2 separate regions of the Mus musculus genome follow, and region 2 is linked to region 1. A link is a contact called in public HiChIP or PLAC-seq data. All regions are on one chromosome and are shown on one strand. The core of a region is the stretch at or near the end of the contact, and the rest is flanking DNA. Distances in the headings are between cores, read along the strand shown. Region 1 overlaps Cdk15 (cyclin-dependent kinase 15). Region 2 holds the start of Sumo1 (small ubiquitin-like modifier 1).

Region 1 (5,807 bases), core at 2,187-4,686:
ACAATTCCGTATGTTACATTTTCTCTGGCTGAAGAGCCACAAACCAAGATAAGGAGTCAAGTTATGAATCCCAAGAAACAGTATGACCTGGAGAAATGCTTGGTAAAGGCAAATGAGTAGTTCTGATTTCTTTGGAAGTTAAACCCCCATCACATTGTGTCCTCTGGTGTGACAGTGATGTCCCTTTGGGGGAGGGGGTGGAGAGGCGCGTATCCAACCACTTCATGCTGAAATTTGAAGCCTGCTCCAAAGAAAGGAATTCATAACTGGTATTATAAACCCCATCAGAAGTCTGTGTCTCAGGTCCTAGGTCCTAGGAGGAAAGCTACTGTTGTTTTGCTAAGTGAACATGCATGCTGACAACATGCCTGTTAAATTGCCTTTGAATATTTCTGTTTATGTCCATAGATTAATAGTGCTGGCAGCTTTGATCAGGGACACTTCTCTTTTTGTGCGTTTGCTGGGCAATAGTTACTGAAGAGACTTATAACTGGTCAAAGTGCTAAGAATAAATGCCTACTGAATGTTCATCCTTAAATAAAACATCTGCATTAGCCTCTCAAAGGCCCAGAGAACATGAAAGAATGGAAATACTGTAAAAGCTGGAAGTGTTGTGGAACGGTATCTTCAGGGGATGACACAGCCATTGCCATGAAACTCTCAGTCACTATGACAGCCTGCAAGACACTGGGCCTACCAACATCCCATTGTGGAGGAGAGGCGCTCACAAGTCCCCATACCTCCCTGAGGAGCTACAAGTAATTAACAGTTGCTAAGGGACAAAGGTATCTGTTCCCTGCTATAGTCACTGCTAATTTGTTCATATTCCTGTAAGTGACCTTAATTAACTCATTTGTTCACTCCCCTCAAAATGACACGAAAATGGAGGTAGTAGAGAAATACTGATGGGGTGAATTTCTATGACCGAAATAGATATTAGAACGAAACTGCCACCATAAAACCCATATTATGTACAATCGATATGTGCTAATATAACTCTTTAAAGGCCGGTGAGATAGCTCGGTGGACAAGGATGCTTGCCACACGAGTCTGGTGAGTTCTAGCCCTGGACTCCACATAAAGACTGGCAAAGAGAATTGACTGTACATGGTTGTCTTTTGACCTCCACATAGGCAAGGTGGCACAGCTTATGTCTATGTGCATATGTGTGCACACACAGACACACACACACATACATTAATAATAATAACAATAATGATCATAATTTTAAATTAAAAAAATCCCTCTCATATGCCCTTACCCTGGGGTTATTTCTCACAGGACTGTAAGTACGAGCTGAATATGTTATATCCTTGATGTAATCAGACTCCTGTCAGCCGGGCCTGCCCTCTTCCATCTGTGCTAATAGCTGACTTGAGATATTAATCAGACTCTTTGTTGATCTTATTGGATGACCCCAGCAAGGTTCCTGAACCTCTTTTTAGTGAATTTTCTCACAAATGGATTAGGAGTAATTACTTTACAGTGAGTGATCTCAAAAGGACTTCCGGAGGCAACTGTTTCTCATTTAAATGCCGCCATTAAGGGTTCTGTAGGATGAGAGTTTGAGCTATTGAGCACGGTGTGCGCGCGCACACACACACACACACACACACACACACACACACACACACACGATCACACTCTTTCCTGGAGAGTTACTTCTGAGTTTGCCCCCATTTTTACACAGAGAGCACCAGAGAGCCGCTTTCTAGTTCCCACTTTTACTCTTGCTGAAGGAGATGCTTCAACATCGCAAGCCTTTGCAGTTTTATGTTGCAGAGCAAGGAGAATTTAAATATAACAGACTTGAGTCATACCCAAACACGCTGACTAGATTTGTGACCTCAGACAAGTCACTCAGCCTCTCTGAGGCTCGGGCCCCTTCATTTCTACAACACCACCACTTTGTACTTCCAGGGGTTGGTATAAAGGGTTAACAGAGACTGTGGTGGGGGGAGGCCTGTCATAAGCCTGGCTCTCTTAAGGAAACAGAGTAAACAAGATGAAGGTCCTAGGTTCAAACCAAAAGCTGGCTGTTTTTTAAGAAAGGTATTTAAGGTCCATTCCTAGAATGTCAATATAGAATTCAATGAAACTAAGGTACATTCATATAAAATCCATAAAAAAATCAATTTACTCAAAATATTTTCTCCCAATTATAAAAATAAACATTTGAAATGTGATTCTAAGTCAATAATAAAGGACTCTCTTAAATTGTTACAAAAATCTCTGATCTTTTTATCTTTTTTTTTCCATTTTGCCTTGTTTGATGCAGGGACTCACCATGTAGCCCTGGTTTGCCTAGAAGTGGCTATGCAGACTATGCTGGCCTTGAACTTGGAGTGATCCTCCTGCCTCTGCCTCCTGAGTGCTGAGATGACAAGTTTGTATCATCATATCCAGCTCTTACATCTTTTAATTAGCAAAAGGACAGGATACTAATAGCCTGGGCCTGTAATTCCACCTACCTCAGGAGACCAAGGCAGGAAGGTGGCGAGATCAAAGACAGCCTGGGCTACAAGTGAGTTCAAGGCCAGCCTGGACAACTCAGTGGGACCCTGTCTCAAAATAAAAAATGAAAAAGAGGGCCAGCAAATAGCCTGTGTTTGGCCTTGGCTTTGACCCTCAGTATCAGGGAGAAACAGGGATCTGTGTGCTGTTGCATATCTAGTAGTCATATTTAAAGTGCCTGGCCATCTCAGACACCCAGCACACATTGCAGTGTGAATGCACACAAAGTTCTGAGTGTTGGCTTGAATCAGATAATTGTTTGAAAGTTTGGCCATACGATATTATTCCTCTAGAGGTGTTCAAGGGTGCATGAATGCTCGCTCCGTAAGAGTTTCCCGTAGTGTTGTTGCTCAGACTTTTGTTAATTTCATGATATGATAGATGAAGATCATGTGAAAACAAACATGCATTCTACCTGGAGAGACTGTCCACATAGCAGAATCCCACTCTCTAAACTCTGGGCTGCCACACCCTCAGAGCAAGCAGATTTCTCAGGGAAAGAATTCCTGCTTCAAGGCTGTCTTACTCTGAGTTTCCCTGAGCATGGCTTTTGGTTGCCTTTTTAGCTAATGACCCTGGATTTTAACTAATGAACTCCAGCTGTTCTTATCTTGCTTCCCAGCCCTTCCCATTTAACCTCTGACTCTCTGGTCTCCTGGGCATCCAGATCTTAACCAGGGAAAAATGAGCCCGTGCCAAAGTTCTTAAGTGAGGCCTTGCTTTCAAGGCTGCAAGCTTTTTACCCAGGAGGAAAAAGAAGCAGTCATTGTTGGAAACTGGAAGTCGAACCACCTCCGATGTGTCAAAATCCTTTTGTGGTTTTTTTCATATCATACAAGCAAAGCTTTCAATAAGGGCCAGTCCCATAAAACAAACCGAGGAAGTCCATACAAGAATGCTAACTGTAATTGTGAACATCTGTGTGAGAGGCAGCGCTCAGCGGACACGAAATGCGAGAATGGCCGTGCATATAGAACAACACACACCCGGGGGCTTTGAGTCGGCAGAGAACATCTGTTAGCAAAACCTGCTGCAAAACACGTTTCACTGTGACTGCCAGATGCGGAGTTGGAGAACGTAGCTCTGTGGAAAATAGCAGCAAAGCCCAGTGCGAGCCGTCAGTGAACTCAGGCTCACAAAAGCTGATGCCCAGAGAACTAGGGGAGCCCGCGCCCAGAGAGCCTCTTCTAGTCTGGTGACTCGAACACGTGTGTGTGTGTGTGTGTGTGTGTGTGTGTTCAGAAATACTCTGTCTCATTTGGACCACTAATAAGTACACTAGTGAGTGCAGCTTCCATCTTGTTTAAATGCTTAAAACCATGTGTTCCCCTAGATTGCACCTGATCCCACCAGGACGAGCCCCCACTTACACTGATAGCCTTTGGCCTTTCGACTTAAATGTAAAATGTTTCCCAGGGGCTTCCAAGACTTTTGAAAATGGCATCAAATTGAATTATAAACTCATTTTCAGAATTGTTTTGTAAAGCCTGCTTGGATAACCCAGTCTTCTAAGTTCACTCTAAAACCTGCCTCCATTAGCCACAGCAAGTCTGACTCATTCTGTTTGCAACAGCCTCTATACACTTAATATCTGGATTGTCTGCTCTGTTAAGGCTGAAAACACCGAATAAAGAATGGGGCGTTCTCTGCGCATTTCTCAAACATTCAGCACTATCCTTTCGCATATAGTGTATACTCAGGAAAGAAGGGAAGATAAATAGCTAAGAAAGGAAGGCTGAGGAAGAGTCATATCTTTGAGGTTTTTTTTTTTTTTTTTTTTCCAGAGACGAATAATCCCATCATTCAAACGGCTCTCGTGGGGTGGGGATTTAGTTCAGTTGCTAAGAGTGCTTGCCTAGTGTTGTGGTTTGAAAGAGAAGTATACCCCATAGGCATTGGCATTTGAATATTTGGTTTCCAGTGGGTGTAATTATTTGGGGGCAGAGCAGTTTTGCTGGAGGAACTCTCTCGCTGCAGGCTCGGTTTTAAGAGCGCAAAGCATCGCTCACTTCCTGTTTGTGCACGTGGTTGAAGGTGCCATCTTTTAGCTTCCTGCTCCTGCTGCCAAAGCTGCTGTTTGCTGCTCTGCCTATCCCAACCCCCTGCTGCGATGGACTCTTATCTTTTTGGAACTGTGGACCAGATAAACTCTTTTTCTTCCTTAAGTCAACTTTTGTCGGGGTATTTTAATCACCACACCAGAAAAGTAACAAAAGTCCTTGCAAGCTCGAGGCCTTGGATCTGACTCCCAGCAGGGAGTGTATAACTGAGTGTGGTGCTGCAGCTATAATCATAGCCCTTGGGAGGGATCGGCAGGGAGAGCAAGAGTTCAAGAACATCCTGGTTTAGAACCTCTGGTGGAATCACCATGCCTGACCTCAAGCTGTACTACAGAGCAATTGTGATAAAAACTGTGTGGTACTGGTACAGCGACAGACAGGTAGCTCAATGGAATAGAATTGAAGACCCAGAAATGAACCCACACACCTCTGGTCACTTGATCTTTGACAAGGGAGCTAAAACCATCTAGTGGAAAAAAGACAGCATTTTCAACAAATGGTGCTGGCACAACTAGCGGTTATCATGTAGAAGAATGCGAATTGATCCATTCTTATCTCCTTGTACAAAGCTCAAGTCTAGGTGGATCAAGGAACTCCACAAAAAACAAGAGACACTGAAACTTATAGAGGAGAAAGTGGTAAAAAGCCTCAAAGATATGGGCACAGGGGAAAATTTTCTGAATAGAAGAGCAATGGCTTGTGCTATAAGATCAAGAATTGACAAATGGGACCTCATAAAATTACAAAGCTTCTGTAAGAAAAAAGACACTGTCAATTAAGACAAAAAGGCCACCAACAAATTGGGAAAGGATCTTTACCAATCCTAAATCAGATAGGGGACTAATATTCTATATATATAAAGAACTCAAGATGGACTCCAGAAAATCAAATAACCCTATTTAAAAATGGGGTACAGAGCTAAACAAAGAATTCTCAACTGAGGAATACCAAATGGCTGAGAAGCACCTGAAAAAAATGTTCAACAACCTTAATCATCAGGGAAATGCAAATCAAAACAACCCTGAGATTCTACCTCACACCAGTCAGAATGGCTAAGATCAAAAATTTAGGTGAGAGCAGATGCTGGAGAGGATGTGGAGAAAGAGGAACACTCTCCATTGTTGGTGGGATTGCAAGCTGGTACAACCACCCTGGAAATCAGTCTGGTGGTTCCTCAGAAAATTGGACATAGTACTACCAGAAGATCCAGCAATACCTCTCCTGGGCATATAC
Region 2 (5,807 bases), core at 1,984-4,483, 400 kb before region 1:
AAGGCAGTGGAAACTTTAAGAGGTTTGGTTATTGAGAGGTCTTTAAATTACCAGGGATGTGGTTTTCAGAGGAAAGTGGGAACTAAGTCCCTTCTTTCTCTTCACATTTCTTAGTCAAATGAATGGCGCCACAAGTATCCATGATGCTATGCTACCTCACCTCAACTCAAAGGCAATGGCTGCACCTGACTATGGTCTAGACCCTCTGAAACTATGAGTCACACTAACCCTTTTCTTTCTGTAAGTCAGTTATTTTGGGTGCGTGTTACAGCAATGTACATCTGTCATTCAGCAAAGCAGTAAATTCAGTAATTCAGTAAGGAGGAGCTGTCACTCAGTCAATGTTAACTTCATTCACCCTGATATGCCAGTGGCTTCCAAATCTCTTTCTCTTTCTTAGAATATGAAAACTTGTTACTACTGTGTTTCTATTATAAAAACTTACAGTCTTGGTCTTTCCTTCTTGCTTTTGTACACGGCCAAAAGAGACACATTGGTTACTTTAATACTCTCAAAGCAGAATCCAGGAATATCACCAACTGCATAACCTCTCTGAACCTCTCTGACCAACGCCAGCAACTAGAACATAACTGTTTTCCTCACTGGACACAAAAGCTGAGACCATCTTGCTGTTCCTGATCAGCTGGACCCTGACATACTTCCTCATGGCTGAATTAGGCTCTTTGGCTTCAACTTCTACTTTGTCCAGTAGAATCCTCTTCACATGAGAAGCGCCTCCAAAGGGGCACCCTTCAGGGCTGTGCCCAGACAGGCTTTTGGTATTGTTTAGCTAGCCACTCAGGTCCTGTCCATGACTGTGGAGCTTTGGCAGTACAAAGGCCACTATCCCACTTGGCCATCTTGCCAGTGCCACAGGCCAGAATGAAAGAGCCCAGATCTCTAATATCAAGCCTATTTTCTCTTAGTACTCAGCACCATAACCAATTGCTTCCCTGACATTACACCTTAGATGACTCTGTGGATCATACTCAAAGAATAATCTTTCTTTTGAAATATATTATTTTCTGGCCAGGTATAGTGTTGCACCCCTTTAATTCCAGCACTTAAAAAGCAGAGGCAGGTGGATCTCTGTGAGTTCAAGGCCAGCCTAGTCTACAAAGTGAGTTCCAGGACAATCAGGGCTATTATATAGAGAAACCCTGTCTTGAAAAACATTAAATATGTGTGTGTGTATGTATATATTACATATGTACATATCATATGTATATATTATAATTATGTGTGATACATGTGTATATATGAATATTACATATATATTCTAATCATACTTACATACATTGTGCTGGCTGGTTTTGTGTGTCAATTCGACACAATCTCGAGTCATCAGAGAGGAAGGAGTCATAATTGAGGAAATATCTTGATGAGATCCAGCTTTTTTTCTCAATTAGTGATCAATGGGTGAGGCTCAGCCCATTGTGAGTGATACCATACAAGGCTGGTAGTCCTGGGTTCCAAAAGAAAGCTGGCTGAGGAGTAAACCAGTAAGCAGCACCCTCCATGGCCTCTGCACCAGCTCCTGCCTCCAGGTTCCCACATGCTTGAGTTCCTGTCCTGTAAGCCAAATAATCTCTTTCCTCCTCAATGTGCAAAGGCACATCGTGTTTCTTTCCAGCAATAAAAAAACCTAAAACAGGGCTGGTGAGATGGCTCAGTGGGTAAGAGCACTGACTGCTCTTCCGAAGGTCCTGAGTTCAAATCCCAGCAACCACATGGCAGCTCACAACCATCTGTAATGAGATCTAATACCCTATTCTGGAGCATTTGAAGACAGCTACAGTGTACTTACAAATAATAATAAATAAGTCTTTGAGTCAGAGTGAGCAGGGACTGAGAGAGCAGGGTTGACTGGAGTGAGCGGAGCTGACTGGAGCAAGCAGAGATCCTAAATTCAATTCCCAACAACCACATGAAGGCTTGCAACCATCTGCAACATCTACAGTGTACTCATATACATAAAATAAATAAATAAATCTTAAAAAAAAAACCCTAAAACAGTCTTACATAAACACCGTTGAAACATTTTAATTTTGTATATGCAGTGAAATAGGGATTTAAATTCTTTCTCCTTTCGCATGTGAATGTTCAGTATTTTCATTAGTAATTATATTGTACCTACTAATTTTTAATTTTGTATGGGTGTTTTTGTCTGAATGTGTTTATGAACCGCATTCAGGCTTTGGCTTGGTGCTGAAAAAAGTATCTGATTCTTGGGACTAGAGTTACAGGCAGTTTTGAATGCATGCATGGGTGCTGGGACTCAGACTTGAGTCCTCTGGAAGAGTAGCCAGTGCTCTTTGACTACTGGGTCATTTATAGTTGGCTCATTACTATTTACAGAAAAGATTATTTTACTAATGTCTTGTTCTGTGAAGGGTTTTTGATTTAAGTTTTCATTTTTCCCCCTTTACTTATTATAACCTTAATCCTCCTTGAATGCTTGTGCAAGGTCACTGTATTCAAAGGAAGCAGTTTAGGTCTTTCTATGACACAAGGCAACTAGTTTATGCGTTGGAAGGCGCTCCTGCCTACAACTTCAAAACTTTCAGTAGCATTTTAGTTGTCTGTAGCCACCAAGACTTTGTTCTAGCTGGGGGTGTGGTGGCACTTGGGAGGCAGAGGCAAGAGGATCTCTACGAGTTGGAGGCCAGTCTGGTTGACATTGCAATGTTCTATAATAGCCAAGGCTATTAGTGAGACCCTGCCTCAAAACACAAGAACAAAAGATGTGTCCTGAAGGGTCGTCTTTTTGTGCCCCCTCATCTCCCCCGCCCCCAACAGGGTTCTATGTCCTGTCCTGGAACTCACTTTGTAGATGAAGATGGCCACGAACTCACAGAGATCCGGTAGCCTCTGCCTCTATCACCCGGAGTCACGAATGTGGCAACAGCAAGCATGAGGGGCCTATAAAAATACTATACGGGTAATTCACTATATTCAGTGAGGGTTGGTCCGGGCCTCAGAAGCGCGCAAGTCGTCCCACCGGGAGGAGCCTAAGCAGTCAGTTTGACCCCAGACATTCGGCCTGCAGGCAAAGCGCTGGTCTCCCTGAGGGCTGCGGCAGCGGGCCTGATTCTCCCTCCCTCCGAAGTCCTAGCAGTTCTCTTGCTCCAGGCAAGTAGTTTACAACCTGGAGGATTTTAGCCCCCGGCCTTCCTTACGGCGTTTTCCCGCTTCCTTTTCCCGTCTTCGCTAACTCGCCTCTGCGCGCAGCGGAAGTGACGCAAGACGTAGAGGAAGTCCCTGCAGCCGCGGTGTTGTGCTGTAGAGAAGGGACGGATTTGTAAACCTCAGAGTGAGGTTCTGCCTGCCGGAGGCCGCAGTGGTGCGGAGACCCCCGGGTGAATCCACGTCACCATGTCTGACCAGGTACCGGGCCGGGGCCTTAGGGCTCAGGGCCGTCGGCCGCGGGCTGGGGCCCTGGACTGAGGCGCGGGGGAGGGGGCGGCTGGAGAAGGGGGCTGCCCGTGGGGAGGGGGCCGCGAGGGACGCGGGGCGCCTGGCGGAGTCGGGCCAGGCCGCCTGGGACCCCGGGGCTCTGGGTTCCACGCGCCCTCCGCGCCCCTCTCCGAGGCCCCTACCCCCGCGCCACCCGGCGCCGGGGCTCTCTCGACGGCGCCCAGGTTTCTCGCGGGCTCGCAGGGGGCCCAGGCCCGCTCCCTTGTCCCCGAGAGCAAGCTGAGGGGAAAACGACCGTTTCCCTTCGGACGACGGATGGCAGAAACCAGGCCCTAGGCCCAGTTATGTAACGGGAGGGAAATCCCCGACTGGGAGGCTAGGTGGCCCTGAAAAGCAGCTCGACTCCACTTTGGGTTCTTGGTCCCGGAGAGTGGGGGGCGGCCGGGGAGCCGTGTCTGAGGTGACTGGGAGCCCAGAGGACGCTGCTTTTCCGTTGTGTTTGCCTGGAGGGTCCGTCCATCTCTGCACACCTCAGTCTTTTTTTTTTTTTTTTCCTTCCGGGGGTGCGGAACGGTCCGCTCTTTCGCTGTACTTTCCATTTCTTACTCGGGATTGGTCCATCAACTCTCCAGTTCTCAGAGCGCTCAGAATAACCGAGAAACAGCAAACTGTGTATGGAGTGCCACCACCAACAAGCCATTTCGTCTGGGCTTTAACCAGCAGATGCTTGGCACTTTAAAAAAAAATATAGCACGTTTTTTGTTCTTTGATAATCAGATGACGCATTTAGATTATATGCACCCCCAAACCTCTCTTCCAGAAGTTTCTGAACTAATTTTCGAAGAAATAGAGAAAAAAAAAGTTATCCGTGTTGTACAATTGCAGAATATTTGCAGAAAGCTGTCAATTAGTAGTAAAACAGTGTGTCTCGGTTTTGGAATCAAGGATTTGCATGGTATTTGCCTTCAAATAGGAGTGACTCCTTGCCACCTAAATTTTTCTTCATCCTATTTTAGTTACTACCTTTGTGGCTAGTTTTTATATACATAAGGTTTTGGTCTGACTTTGCTTTGGTTTGCTCAGATGACTTAATTTTCAGAGTATTTTTTTTTTAACTTTTTCTTCTTTTGTGATAATTATTCAGTAAACTTTTTCATTCAACTTCACAATGTAGTTGGACTTTTTTAAAAAAAAAATTTGTTGTTGTTGTTTGAGACACGGATTTTCTGTGTAGCCTTGGCTTTCTAGGAACACTCTGTAGACCAGGCTGGCCTCCAATTTATAGAGATCGGCCTGTTTCTGTCTCCTGAGTGCTGGGATAAAAGGCTTGTGCCACCACAGACTGGCCAGGGTGGTTCTATTTTTATAGCCTATCTACACTGTAGACTAATTGTGGCATGGATTTACTTATTAATAATCTGAATTAATCCTCTTTTGGGATAGAAATGACTTTATGAATAATTTGTTTATGACAGTTGTTTACTTAGTTACCAGCTCAGAAAGATCAGCTGTAAATGCTTAAGTCCTGGAACTCTGTAGACCAGGCTGGCCTTGAACTCAGAAATCCCCCACTACCTCCCAAGTGCTGGGATTAAAGGCGTTGCCACCACGCCTGGCCTTTGTTTTTTCTTTTCTTTCTTTCTTTTTTTTTTTTTTTTTTTTCTTTTTTTTTTGGGTTAATGCTTAAGTTTCATCAGCCTTCTATTTTGGAAGAGCTAGAAAGCATGTTAGCCTGAAGAGAGGGCAACACACAGAAAGAGTTCTAAGTTTTAGGATTAGTTTTGCTCTAGTTTGAACTCACATTATATAAGGATATGGAGAAAGAAAGGAGGACCCAAGGGCACACACAGGGTTTCAGGGGATCGCAAAGTCACACTGTTGCTTGCTGTAGCACTCACCTCACTGGTCACCGGGGTTATTAGGTGTTGGACCTAGGGCCTCCCACATGTGCTTGCCAGGCAAGTGCTACAGCCTCATTTTTTCTTTTACTTTGTTTCACTAAGTTGCCTAGGTTGGACTGTAGCACAGCTTGCCTTTGAACTTGAACCTGGACTTCTCTCAGCCTTGCAGAGTAGCTGGGATTACAGAGTTATACTGTCACGCCTAGATGGTGTGTGTGTATGTATGTGTGTGTGTCTGTTTTTCTCATTCATGGATATTCAGTGAAGTTTTTAAGAAACATGACAGAAAAATGGAGCAAATCTTTTTTGTAGCCTTACAGCTTCTCACAGTTTCTTCTGTGTCTATCTCCTGAGTGCTGGGATTAAAGATGTCTACCACCACACCTGGCAAAACAAGTCTTTTTAATTGAGCTACACATTAAAGCAATTTGCATATGAAATAGTGCTGCTACTCTTAGAAATTTTGTCTTTAAAAAAAGTAATAAAAAT

The links. HiChIP or PLAC-seq counts read pairs in DNA pulled down with a chosen protein or histone mark.
Region 2: a contact with region 1 is called in an H3K4me3 HiChIP or PLAC-seq map of bone marrow-derived macrophages, with 5 times the contacts expected there. The contact joins the promoter of Sumo1 here to the enhancer-like site in region 1. A contact is called at or near these places in 6 of 39 promoter capture datasets (the 3T3-L1 cell line, 3T3-L1-derived adipocytes, embryonic stem cells and 2 more), 9 of 115 datasets of contacts at active chromatin or transcription factors (bone marrow-derived macrophages, embryonic stem cells, extraembryonic endoderm stem cells and 2 more) and 3 of 9 other capture datasets (adipose tissue, macrophages and pancreatic islet).

The regions. Positions count from the first base shown.
Region 1 is chr1:59,267,915-59,273,721 of GRCm38.p6, reverse strand. The region is part of intron 4 of Cdk15 (cyclin-dependent kinase 15); the gene reads right to left. Among named protein-coding and RNA genes, the nearest start is that of Cdk15, 14 kb to the right of the region's middle. Within about 2 kb of position 3,436, at least 62 of the 459 cell types and tissues checked have an H3K27ac peak or open chromatin away from gene starts, as enhancers often do. A contact at or near this core is called in bone marrow-derived macrophages and extraembryonic endoderm stem cells, where this site is marked.
Region 2 is chr1:59,668,260-59,674,066 of GRCm38.p6, reverse strand. It overlaps Sumo1 (small ubiquitin-like modifier 1), which reads left to right and starts at 3,233. Exons shown (of 5, transcript NM_009460.2): 1 at 3,233-3,387. The coding sequence starts at 3,376.